Regions from separate parts of the Zea mays genome. Here region 2 is linked to region 1. The links are chromatin contacts, called in public Hi-C maps. All regions are on one chromosome and are shown on one strand. Each heading gives the region's core, a stretch centred on a gene start, on an enhancer-like site or on the middle of the called end of the contact. The rest is flanking DNA. Distances are from core to core; before and after follow the strand shown. Region 1 holds the start of LOC100275030. Region 2 holds the start of LOC100193784 (probable small nuclear ribonucleoprotein G).

Region 1 (6,514 bases), core at 2,561-5,060:
TCGGTTCAGTTTGCTCGGTTTTCTGTCAGAAATTCGGTTGCATTTTCATAGCAGAGTGAACTAAACTGAAGCTAACTGAAATTGCAGATGCGCTAAAACTGAAATCTGGCAGCTGTCCGAAAATCTGGCAGCCATACCAAACTGGACACATTTGATCTTGCCCTTTTCACTGAACTGGACACATTTGATCATTCCACAAGTAAACGCAATTGCCCAACCCGACAGCAAGGACGTTATGTGAAGACCAATCGACAAGGTTGAGGTAGAAGTCGTCCTGCAAAGCGGGCGCATCCAGCACCTACAAGCAAGCAACAGAAAGAAACTACAAATTTCGCATTATGTTCGTTAAAAAAACGTCTCTTTCAGCATTTCGGAGTGCAATTGGCGAGATGTCAAATCTTTCACGCCGCCAAGAAGCAGCAGAGGCTACCTCAAGAACCAGAACCCAAGAAACAGAGAAGGCCCAATCAAGAAAGCAACAAATCGAATTCCCCATCTCACCTTGTACGGCGACCTTGGCACCTTCCTTGCTCCCGCGCCCGTGGTGGTGAAAATGCCGGGGAACAGTGCGTCCTCCTCTTGGTCTCCCGAAAAAAAGCGCCCTCTTGGCGTTCCGGCTCCGTCTTTGAATCTGAAGATGTTCCCGATGGCGGGGGTGCCGACAGGCGAGGGCCCCGGGGAGGAGGACGAGGAGCACGCGGCGGCCGAGGACGCGACGCAGTCGGGCGTGTCAGGGCCGAAGAGCGCGGCGCGGAGGAGCGTGCAGTAGGGCGACGCGGCGGGCTGCGCAGATCCGGACGAGGCCGCGGGGCCGCCGTCGTGCGAGGACGAGGCGGCGGAGGAGGGCGAGGGGGCGAGGTCGAAGAGCGCGAGGTTGGAACCGGTGTGGCTGGGGATGAAGCGGTCGCTGTAGACGGTGCGCGAGGCAGGCGTCGGGGCGGACGTCGCCACGGACGCGTGCGGCGGCGTGGCGGGAGGCTCCGATTCTTCTTTTTGGCCGGCCTGGCACAGTGGCACTGCACAGCTTTGCTCTGGCTTTCTTCAGCCACGCGTCACGCAGTGAAGGCTCTCAGACGCGTGAAGCGCGGGGAACGTCCCAAACCCGAGCGTCTTTTAACAAGAAGTAATTTTTTTATAGAAGTATACTGTTCAACAACTTATCAAATATAGTCATATTATGTTCTAGATGTCTCGCTATCAAATACAGAAAACGTGAGTGTCTATTTAGAGTGTAAACAAGATACAGCTGATAGAGATTGAGAAACCGAACCAGGCTAACTCAGTTATCAAGCTCTGGCGGCACGGCAGGGGAGATGGGCGGCGGGAGCGTGCTTGTGTGGGTTGGTTGTCTGAAAAGAAAAAGGAAAATAAAAACAGGAACAAGAGGACTAGCTAGCTAATCCCATAAGATGTGATGGTTTTCGTTCATTCCTTTCACCGGCTTCACCGTTTGCTCCTGGAGCCATCTTGGATTCCAACTGTGGTGCACTGCACTGCAGCGACGGTACAGACTGAGCGACTGCATCATGTTTCAAATCCATTGAATACGCTGTCCGAGCCAAATCATTCAGCCTTGACAGGACCGCTTTAATTTCTTTGCCTCATCAACGTCACTCTCCCTGTTCCCCCCCGACTTATTACTGCTAGTGGCCATCAGATTATAGAGTGGGTCCTGCGACGAATCCGTAGAGTTGGATTCAGATTCAGGGAAAGAGACCGAACGGTGCACCGAATTTCGGCCGAAATTCAAACCGCTTTTCGGCCTGCAGAGAATGCCTGTGTAGTTTGGGAGGTGGACGGACGGACTATCTAGATCATGGCCGGCCGGCCGGTTGGGGCCCGGCGCTCCGGCAGCGTCCCTGTCCTGAGCCAGCGGCATCAGCCATCGCACGGTAACGGCTGCAGGACGAACTGCTATAATCGTGTGTGGGACGGGACCGGGTGTGGCAAACACGGACGGCAGCAGGCTCATCACGGACGGGCGAGTCGGCGACTGACTGACTGGTATACAGTGACCAGGTTCAGGTATCCTGCGTCCACGTACTGTTGCGGGTCCCACGGGCGGGTGGGGCCCAGCCGTGCGTGAGGACACTGCGGGGAAATTATTGGGTACAGTGGACGCGGTAGTAGTACACTAGTACTCCCCCCACCTACACCTACTCCTGTCGCTTTCCTACCCTCTCACCGCCGCGCGGGTGTTTCGAGCTTTTCGGTACGGTACGTTGATGACTCACACACACAGTGACACAGGGAGGAGGGGGGTTCTGGACGCAAATGATGAAGTGAAATGAACCCGCGTAGCAGCAGTTGGGCCCCAGGCCCATTAGTGGTGGGTGGCATGCGTCAACGTCAGGGCGGGGTCCAGCGGCCGGACGTGGTGCGTCCCCGTCGTGTAGCGGAGGGCGTGCGGGCCTGGCGAGTGGCGGACGTGGGCCACCGGCCACGTGACCGGACATCGGACCGGAGGGTGGGAGACTTCCGCTTCCCATGAACGCGTCGCTGTTTCCGCCATGAGGACCAAAATGCCCCTGCTACCGAGTCCACAGCTTCCGTGCCCCCGCGCTTCCCGTATAATACACAGATTCACGCGACGCGAGCCTCAGGAGATTGTTGCACTTGGCACCGCTTCCTTAAAATTGTGTCAAGCATCCAGCTGAGACAGTTACTAGGAAATTCTTATGAGGTAGTTAGGCCTTGTTTGGTTCTTGGCATAACTGGGAATCGCATTTTAATAAAAAATACATTATGTAGGCAATGGTAACTCATTCGTAGTTTTAGATTCTGTGTCCAGAGAAATAAAAATCCAAGAACCAAGTGCAAATTGCATTTTCTGGTATAACGTGTAAGATGTAGTTTCTATAATATACAAAAAACCAAACGTGGCCTAACTCTTTAATAGACATGACAGAGTTTTATTAGACCACCTAACTAATGGTTTTTTATATGGTCTATAGGAGAATAAGAGATGAGTGTATCCATATTTTAAGGATCGTATTGGTGCTTTGGATGATACAAATATTCAAGTCTCCTCTTTACAAAGAAGTGAGGTACTGGTGCGTTACACAGCGAAACAGGGTATGATCCGCTGTACTACGTGTAGCGGAGTCCAGATTTGATGCGTCGGTTACGACTTGAGAGATACAGCGAGCGTCTATTTCGGCTGTGTGTGTGTGCCGTACAAACATACAAGTACTCTTCCGCCTATACACATTATTGTTGAGTTTTCTTTTTCGAAATCGCGAAAATGGAATGACAAGCCTGCAGTAATCCCTCGACCTTAACAGGAATGACAAACAAACTGACGATCGAAATAGGGAGGAAAGTGTTGACCCTTTTTTATTACGGTGCGAACACAAGATGGATAAGAAAAGAAACAAAGCCAGTGAGCCAGTAGCTGACTGAGAGTGGGCAAGCCAAAAAAAAGCTACTCGAGAGGCGAGTCCACGCGGTCGACGGAGCGCGCGAAGGCCAGGATGTCCGAGGACGCCGGCTTCTCGCCGTCCGGGCGGGAGACGGTGGCCTCGCGCAGGAGCCTCGCCGCCGTCTGGTTCAACGAAGAAGGCGGCGGCGGCGGCTGCTCCTGCTGCCGGCTCTTGTCTGGACCGGCCTGCTGGGCGTGGGCACTGACCACCGGCGCGTGGCCGTGGTCATCGAGCCGCCGCTGTGTTTGGTCCATGTATGGATCCGGGATGGGCTGGTCGGTGTCGCGGTTGTGACCGGACCGGAGGCGGAGCAAGTGCATGCGCACAGAAGCTGGGACGCGGCGAGTGATAATAAACTTATTAATAACCTGCTGTAACGGCATCGCGGTGCTTCGTAGTACTAGTTGGGTGGTGTACACGTACACGACGGTGCGTCTCCCTAAACCCGTCGGCTGCTCTTCTTGCGACGCGTGTGTGCCCACGTAGCGCGTACGGCAGCTCGGTCCAAAAACCAGCCGTTCACTCACGCCGTCAGAACCAGAACGGCCGTAATAACTCGTACTAGTACAGTAGTTTGATGTTTGCAGCTACACAGCACATCTTCACCGTGCAGCCCGTGGTTCTTCTATCAACGGCCCTGCCCACAGAACCAGAACGGGGCCCACACTCTAGGCGAACGGTGGGCGGAGGAACGGAATCCAGGGAAAGGAAGGAAGGGGGGTTATTTCCGTCCATTCCTCCCACGACACGAGCCTGCCGTACCGCTCCAAAGAGGCCGTCATCATCACCACCGGGCGGAGGAGGGGAGGGGACAAGGGCCACAGCCGGGGGGCACCAATGGCACCATCCGCTGGCGCTGCGAGAGGGAATAATAAAAGCGGGGGTGGGCCCGTTCCCGCGGCAGCGCAGCGTACGTAGGAGTACGCGTGGCTCGGCACGCCTTCCCAGGAGCCCCGCGTGGCAGCCTAGTAGGTCCGTGCATGCGATGCCGTGTGTGCGCACGGCAGGGGACACGAGCCCCGCCCCGCCTCCGCGTGTCCTCGCACGCGTCCCCTAGCCACACGGGCACTGGCAAGTCTGGCAGGCCATCGCATGGGGCTCTTGAAACTGGCTCTGGCTGGCGGGGCTCCGACTTCCATGCCCCTGATTGGCCGGCGCCCGCTGTGCGTTGCGAGGGAGTGCGCAGGGTCCACCTGCCAGACACACGGTCTCTCACTGGCCACTGGCCACTGTAGCGCCCTGTCTCTCTCACTAAACAAACGCCCGCTCTAGAAGGTTCACCCAAATGGCGGTGCCAGCGACCTTAATGGTATCCTGATCGATCAGGGTTTAGCCGGGATTGTTTAGCCACAGGCACGCACATACTCCCAAGCGAATTGATTGGCCACGCTACGTGGATGCCTAGTCTCAATTGACAGCCGGAAAGTGACACGTTTATCTTTTACGGATACTCTACCTCGCTCGCAGATCTTTTTGCTTCCCTTCTTTTTTTTTTTACCTGCGTCTTGGACCCCATTCAGCGGAGGCACTGGGCAGTGGATCCACCAAGTCACACTCACCGGTGCTAGTACAAGAAAATTTCGCCAGCCATTTCACCCGGGGGGGCTCCAGGTACTGTACGTACTCAAGTCACCTCATCCTTCCCCACTGCAGCTCAGCTCTACAACTCGACCTCTCTGGTTTTTCTTTTGGGATGAACAGGTGACGTCACGGACGCACTAAAGCCAAAGCGCACGATAACGGGTTACAGTAATATGGCGCCCGGTAATTTCCATTTGGATTCTCGTTCACCAGATCCAGAGATGGGCATGTGGTCAGGTCCGCCAACGTCCAAGTCACCGAGTGGCAGGAACTGGGAGTGAAAGGAGAAAAAGACAAGACGTGACGTGATGTATTGTCCGTGGCAGACTCCCATGCTGCTCCAGCCAGCACACCATTTTTTTCTCTAGTCCATGGTTTTCGCGAATCCATGATCGTCCTATCCCCGTCGCCTTCCGCAGCAGAGCTGCTTCTCGTACACATGCTATACGGCATACGGGTGGGGGTGGTTACTGCATTGCATTAGGGTGGTCAGCAAGATCTCAACGCCCGTCACGGCTACCGAGTCTTTGGAGGTCCCCCCAAGCGCCTTCTAATCCTGTCCTGAGTAATATTCTCTAAATTTCAACCTCTAAAAATATATCATTTGTGATTTACAGCACACTCTAAAACATTTCATCATATATATTTTCATTATCTTTAACAACGTTCTCTAAATTTTGTCATCCATACAATAACATTACATGATAGGTGCAGAATTAACAATGAGGCAACTTTTAATTAGTGCAGGAGACGCTAGATTTGGAGGACGAGAGAGTCGAGAGAAGGCCGACAAAATTTAGAGGACACGACAGAGCACTCTAATGGAAGTGCGCGGACGATATGGGTGCGCTAAATATACCGAACGTGATGATATGCATGTGCTTGCTGGAGGAAGCCTAATAACATCAAACCAATTAGTCCCTCGTAACCCAAACCGAGAACTGAGGTTATTGCTGGCTAATCGAGTCTATGTTAACACAAAATGGTGTCGAGTTTTTACAAACCACCTTGGCTGTCCAAGCTGGCGTGTACAGATACTGCAACCGCTCCGTGTTCCTCTAGCCACGCCACATGAGCCAATAAAGCTGGTATTAAAAATAGAAATTTAGCACACACACTAAAATATATATTCCATGTAGCTGGAAAAGAAAACCCACAGCAAGACGGGCTTGGCAGGCCAGGGGCTACAAATACAGGAAACCACTCCCGATCTCTCCTCCCACTTCCTCTTCTGCCCCTCCAACCTCTCCTCTTCCTCTGGTCTCTGGACAACCAAGCCAGAGAGGAGCAGCCAGCGACAACCTCCTCTCCTCTCCTCCCCTCTTATTCCGCGCCCAGCAGCGAGGCATGGTGGAGAAGGCGAGGACCATGGCGCGCAGGCTGGAGATCCCCCAGTGGAAGGCCGACGGCCTGCCGTCGCCGACGAGCCCGCTGGACCGCGCGTCGGCGTCGCCCCGTGGGTGGCGCCACCGCGACGCCGTAGGAGGAGGCGTGGGGCTCGGGATCCTGGC
Region 2 (6,998 bases), core at 3,613-6,112, 390 kb after region 1:
CATAGCCATTCGGTATCATTTTCTTAGGGATCACCAGCAAAAGGGAGATATCGAGATTTCTTACATTAATACTAAAGATCAATTAGCCGATATCTTTACCAAGCCACTTGATGAACAATCTTTTACCCGACTTAGGCATGAGCTCAATATTCTTGATTCTAGAAATTTCTTTTGCTAGCTTGCACACATAGCTCATAAATGTACCTTTGATCATGTCTCTTTCATATGCTATGCCTAATGCGTTTTCAAGTCTATTTTAAACCAAGTCATAGGTACATTGAAAGGGAATTGGAGTCTTCGGCGAAGACAAAGGCTTTCACTCCGTAACTCATACTTCGCCATCACTCCAAGCAACTCTCTATTCTTTGAGGAGAAATGAGCATCAAAGAAAAGGACTTCTCCTTTGGTATAATCTTAACCCATTTATTTATGACCAAAGAGGAAGATAGCACCAGGAGGGCTCTCATGATTCCGTTTTTGGCGATTCATGCCAAAAAGGGGGAGAAATGAGCCCAAAGCAAAAGGACCGCACCACCACCAATTTCAAAAACTTAGTGTTTTCCAAAAGTATTTATCAATTGGTATCCTATTGTGTTCAAAAGGGGAAGAAAGTAGTATTTTAAAAATACATATCAAAACCCTCTTGATCACTAAGAGGTGGATCTCCTTTAGGGGGAGTTTTGTTTAGTCAAAGGAAAAGCATTTGAAACAGGGCGAGAAAATTTCAAATCTTGAAAATGCTTTGCTAACTCTTATTCATTTATCTTTGACTATGTGCAAAAGATCTTTGAAATGAACTTACAAAAGAATTTGCAAAAACAAAACTTGTGGTGCAAACGTGGTCCAAAATGTTAAATAAGAAAGAAACATTCCATGCATATCTTGTAAGTAGTTTTATTGGCTCAATTCCAAGCAACCTTTACACTTACATTATGCAAACTAGTTCAATTATGCACTTCTATATTTGCTTTGGTTTGTGTTGGCATCAATCACCAAAAAGGGGGAGATTGAAAGGGAATTAGGCTTTCACCTAGTTCCCAAATAATTTTGGTGGTTGAATTGCCCAACGCAAATCTTTGGACTAACTAGTTTGCCCAAGTGTATAGATTATACAGGTGTTAAAGATTCACACTCAGCCAATAAAAAGACCAAGTTTTGGATTCAACAAAGGAGCAAAAGGGGCAACCGAAGGCACCCCTGGTCTGGCGCACCGGACTGTCCGGTGCGCCACCGGACATGTCCGGTGCACCAGGGGGACTCAGGCTCAAACTCGCCACCTTCGGGAATTCTCAGAGGCGACTCGGCTATAATTCACCGGACTGTCCGGTGTACACCGGACAGTGTCCGGTGCGCCAAGGGAGGTCGGCCTCAGGAACTCGCCAGCTTCGGGAAAAGCCAACGGCTCGTCCACTATAATTCATCGGACTGTCCGGTGTGCACCGGACTGTCCTGTGCGACTCCGGAGCAACGGTCATCTCCGTGCCAACGACTCTCTGCCGCGCATTTAATGCGCGCTCTACGCGCGCAGGAGTCAGAGTCGCCCATGCTGGCACACCGGACAGCAAACAGTACCTGTCCGGTGTGCACCGGACACCCAGGCGGGCCCACAAGTCAGAAGCTCCAACGGTCAGAATCCAACGGCAGTGGTGACGTGGCAGGGGGCACCGGACTGTCCGGTGTGCACCGGACTGTCCGGTGCGCCATCGAATAGGCAACCTTCCAACGGCCACTTTTGGTGGTTGGGGCTATAAATACCCCAATCACCCCACCATTCATTGCATCCAAGTTTCCAGCTTCCAACCACTATACAAGAGCTAGCATTCATTGCAAAGCACACCAAAAAGAGATCAAATCCTCTCCCAACTCCACACAAAGCCCTAGTGACTAGAGAGAGTGATTTGCCATGTTCATTTGAGCTCTTGTGCTTGGATTGCTTCTTTTCTTTCTCACTTGTTCTTGTGATCAAAACTCCATTGTAATCAAGGCAAGAGGCACCAATTGTGTGGTGGCCCTTGCGGGGAAGTTTTGTTCCCGACTTTGATTTGAGAAGAGAAGCTCACTCGGTCCGAGGGACCGTTTGAGAGAGGGAAGGGTTGAAAGAGACCCGGCCTTTGTGGCCTCCTCAACGGGGAGTAGGTTTGAGAGAACCGAACCTCGGTAAAACAAATCCGTGTGTCACACTTCATTATTTGCTCGCGATTTGTTTTGCGCCCTCTCTCGCAGACTCGTTTATATTTCTAACGCTAACCCGTCTTGTAGTTGTGTTTATATTTGTAAATTTCAGTTTCGCCCTATTCACCCCCCTTTAGGCGACTATCAGCACCGGACTGTCCGGTGAGCCAACGGTCGGCCAGGGCCAACGGTCGGCCAGGGCCAACGGTCGGCCGCGCGATCTGCGCGGGACACGTGGCCAAGCCAACGGTCGGAAGGACATGTCCGGTGCCCCAACGGCTCCCGCATCTGCAACGGTCGGCTTAGCCATTTAAGGAAAGGAATCGGGCACCGGACACTGTCCGGTGTGCACCGAACTGTCCGGTGCGCCCGACGACAGAAGGCAAAGATGGCCTTCCAGATTTGTTCTCAACGGCTCCTAGCTGCCTTGGGGCTATAAAAGGGACCCCTAGGCGCATGGAGGAGTACACCAAGCAACTCTTGAGCATCCCTGATCATCCACACTAAGTCTTTGCGCATCCGTTTGTTATTCTAAGTGATTCGAGCTCTGTTCTTGTGAGAAACTGTGAGATAGTCTTTGAGCTCGAATCTTGGCCGTGTGTGTGCGCGTTTCGCTGTGGATTTGAGTGTGTTGCTTCCCTCCCTTACTCCGTGCTTCTCTGTGAATCTTAAGTGTAAGGGCGAGAGACTCCAATTTGTGAAGATTCCTCGCGAGTGGGATAAAGATAAGCAAGGCAAAACACTGTGGTATTCAAGTGGGTCTTTGGACTGCTTGAGAGGGGTTGATTGCAACCCTCGTCCATTGGGACGCCACAACGTGGAGTAGGCAAGTTTTGTACTTGGCCGAACCACGGGATAAATCACCGTGTCTCCTCTGTGTTGAATTCTCTGTGATTGTCGTATTGTGCAAGATCTCCTCTTTAGCCACTTGGCAATTATTGTGCTAACCCCTAACAAGTTTTTGTGGCTATAAGTTAAGTTTTTACAGGATCACCTATTCACCCCCCCCTCTAGGTGCTCTCAAACTCATGGCAAGAAGAACTATCTTCCGCACTTTAATTTCATTATTACTCGTTCTAACGCTAACCTCAGGCGAAGTTCGTGTTCAAAGTTTATAATTTCTAGGTTTCAACTATTCACCCCCTGTAGGCGACTCTCTGTAACTCAAAGGTACTTCGTAGGCTAAACTAAACAAAGCTATGTGCCTTCAAAAGGTGAATTTATGTATATCACTATTCATCTATTTACAGTGAAGAGGTACAACTTCATAAAAAATTATAATTATGCCCACGAAGTTTACAAGTACGATTTACAAATTATACATGGCAATATCATCTTTTCTTCTTCTTCTTATTCTTCTTTCTTGCTTCACAAATCTTCTTGGCCTTTTTTATCCGCTTCGTGTGTGAATCCTTAGCTTCTGTATACGTGCGAAGGTCTACATCTTCTCATTTCTAGCTTGCACACTACTCCTGACGAAGGTTTGCTTCGTTGACACTTCTTGTTGTGTCTGAAACACACCTTCTCAAGCCGAAAATGAGGTGATTTGAAGATCTTCGGCGAGGTAAGGCCCCCAATAGGAGGGCGCGAGGTGAAGCGCGGGGGAACTCCTCGTCGCCGCCGTCCTTGCTGTGGGCGCGCGGGTTGCCGAAGCCATGCTCTGGCAGCGGAAAGGTCAAAGGTGGAGTTAGGGCTGGAAAAATACTCGTGGCTTATGAGCTCGCTTGGCTGTGATTAGCTTGGCTCGGCTCATTTTAATTTTGTCATGAGATGAGCTAGCATCTCAACTCGGTTTGTTAACAAGCCAGCTCGTTAGCTCGAACGAGCTACCATTTGTCAGCAAAACAAAGGCTGCACTTGTGTTGGATAAACTAATAAGTGATGAACTATGTTAATTTGATGTTGAATCGACGTGGTATATGAAATTGTGAGTACTATTACTCTTTTTAGTGTTAAATTAGTCTAGAATTAACTAATAATTGATTATATATATATATATATATATATATATATATATATATATATATATATATATATATAGTCTTTTGTTTTAGCCTACGAGCTAAACGAGCCAGCTCAACCTCGCAAACAGAGCCGAGTTGATTCTTTGGCTCGGTTTCTTAACTAGCAAGTCGAGCCGGCTCGTTAGCTTAATGAACCGAGCCGAGCCGAGCTATGTAAATTCCAAAATCTTCTTCAGTGGTTCGTTTATTCTTAAGAGCATCTCCAACAATGTGACCTATAAAAATGCCCTATAATTTGAAAATAAGTATATTTTATACAATTTAGGGCACCAGCAAAACACCCCGCTCCAACAGTAAAGCCCCAAATCTAGATTATAGGACAGCCCACTACGGTGTAGTATATTTGAGTCACTTGAGATGGTGCCCTATAGTTTTTTTGACAAAATTTTATGAAATGGGGCACTGTTGGAGTAGTTTTTCTTGTGTAGAGCCCCATATTTCAATTTGAGGCACTAGTTTGAGGCATTGTTGGAGATGCTCTAACAAGTCATTTTGTTCTATCACTTTTTAGAATTAGTGTCAATATGAAAATACAAGGAAATTAACTTGAATTGTTTGCCCTTACAGAGTCAAGGTATACCGGTAAAAGGACAATTTTTATTCTAGGTTATTCTCACTAGAATTTAGTGTCCTGTTCAGATTATTGGGGAAACAAAATATAGACAGACAAACACAGTTTCTCGGCGGTTTCTCATTGATTATTTTTCAAAATTGAAAATATGTGCACGGAAATTTACCGGAACTGGTTTCTCAGTGCTAATTGGCGGTTTCCTGGTGCTAATTGGCGGTTTCCTGACCGAGAAATGCGGAAACCAGTCATTTAAATGAATATGAAACGAGATTGGGAACCCTGCTTAGTAAACGCCCTTCTAAAATTTTACACATCAAACAATGATTGGGAACGACAGCCTCTGCCATGAACTCACTGCCAAGCTTCGGCTATGGAGCCATCTCTCCTTTGCCCACGGCCAGCCCTGCCGTCGTCGCCTCGTCGAGCCTCAGCCGTCTCTGCCTTGCTGCGGCCGCGCCGCCGCGGCCACCGCGCCAGTTACGGGCAACCCTCGCCCCGCTCACGCGTCCTCTTGATCGGTTGGTTGCCTGCCTTGGAACACTTGGATCTGTTTCTTCATTGTTAACCATTGTTATATGGGCCTAATAGTTACTGATTGGAGCCGAGCTACCAAGCCCACCTAGATAGCCCGATCCTCTATCATGAGCTGTAAATGACAGTAGCTGGTTTACGGCCCATGACTAGTCGAACGTACTTACGTACTACCTGCCTGCGGCCCCGACGCATCGCGCTCTAGGGTTTTGACGCGCCGGCGGCTTGTGTTCCCTTTAAAGCTTGGCTGCTCGTCTGCTCCTGCTGCTGTCTTTCTTCTGCTCTTCCATCGCGCCAGTGTTTTGAGAAGCTGGTCGGCGCTCCTAGATCCCTTCGCCTCTCTCGCGTTCGAGGCTAGGTAGCCGCCACCATGAGCCGCTCGGGGCAGCCTCCGGATCTCAAGAAGTAAGCGCCCGCATCTGTCTCCCCCCTCTGGATTAGATCCCGGTTTGCTCCGTTCCGTCGTGCTGATTTCGGTTTGTTTCCTGTGACGTTCACAGGTACATGGACAAGAAGCTTCAGAGTAAGTGGTACTCTCGATTCCGCTATCCAGTCCCAATAGTACACCTGTGGTTTTGCTTCAAGAAAGTTTTTCTTCTTCCCATGTGCCCAGTACGTTTGTTCTTAGATCATAATATACGTGACTGTTCGTTGTTAGCTCCGCATTAGACAGATGAAGCAGCTTATGTCTGTTCTGGCAATTTGAACGTCTTCCTTTGTTTCAGTTTGTTCTTCAGCCTGACCATGCACCAAAACTGTGTATGTTTTGTGATTTTCGTATTTGAAAAATGCCCTAAATGATGAACATAATATGAAGGCTATGGATTTATCTCCACATGAAGCATTATGTCATAGTTACTCTGATAGGGCATTCAATCATATTTTCACATATGTATCATGTTGTACATTATCGAATTATAAGCGTCCTGACAGTCACAGTGCCATGTATCTATGGTTCTTTGGTGTTTTGTAGCCATCCCTTTGATAGTGTGGTGACTACCCTATCGGATCTTCTGTCATGATTTCTCCCTCATTTTTGTAGTTGCTCTGATAATCCAAAATAAGTTCTGTTCGTAATCCGTGTGGGATGGCTGGCCTACATGACGATGATTTTCTAAAAGCTATGGATTAATTTCCACATGAGGCTTTTTGTCATAGTTACTCTGATAGGCTGCCACATCAACCTTTTCGAATCCACTTGCTTGTGTAAGACCCTGTTTTGATTGACCCTAGCTAAACTTTATCCCGCTAATCTGGCCAGCAAAAGTTTAGGGGCGCTGTTTGGATCCTAGCTAAACATGTTTTAGTTGGCTTTAGTTGGGTTGAAACGGCTAAAGGAATGGTTTACATTTAGGCCTCCAGCTAAAGTTGAGTCGTGTTTTAGTTGGGACCATTTGGATCTGCAGCGGACAGCCGTAGTGGGGAGTAGCTAAAGTGTAGCTGGTGGATGCAAACTGGGCATAAATCAGGCTGACTTACAGGGATCAGCTTGTTGTCATTTATAAGTGCCTGGGAGATATTTTGAAGGATTAAAACATAAGAAATGCTGTATTAAACAAAACACACATTAAATTACATCTAGTGGGAAGTCGTTCCTAGTGTTAAATGTGATCTTCGTATTAAACACGCATTAAACAAACACGCATTTATTTTGAAGGAATAAAACACAAGTGACAAGTCCCTCTGTCTTTTAATAAATC

What was found. Hi-C and Micro-C count contacts between places; a contact is called where the count stands out from the background.
Region 2: a contact with region 1 is called in a Hi-C map of endosperm, with 2.9 times the contacts expected there. The contact joins the promoter of LOC100193784 here to the promoter of LOC100275030 in region 1. A contact is called at or near these places in 2 of 25 Hi-C or Micro-C datasets (endosperm and tassel).

What each region holds. Positions count from the first base shown.
Region 1 is chr9:128,183,558-128,190,071 of Zm-B73-REFERENCE-NAM-5.0, forward strand. It overlaps LOC100275030, which reads right to left and starts at 3,811. Exons shown (of 1, transcript NM_001367950.1): 1 at 3,312-3,811. The coding sequence starts at 3,805. The coding sequence ends at 3,425. LOC100276881 reads left to right here and starts at 6,232. Exons shown (of 1, transcript NM_001150584.2): 1 at 6,232-6,514. The coding sequence starts at 6,351.
Region 2 is chr9:128,570,949-128,577,946 of Zm-B73-REFERENCE-NAM-5.0, forward strand. LOC100193784 (probable small nuclear ribonucleoprotein G) reads left to right here and starts at 4,863. Exons shown (of 4, transcript XM_008661830.3): 1 at 4,863-5,703; 2 at 5,799-5,821. The coding sequence starts at 5,669.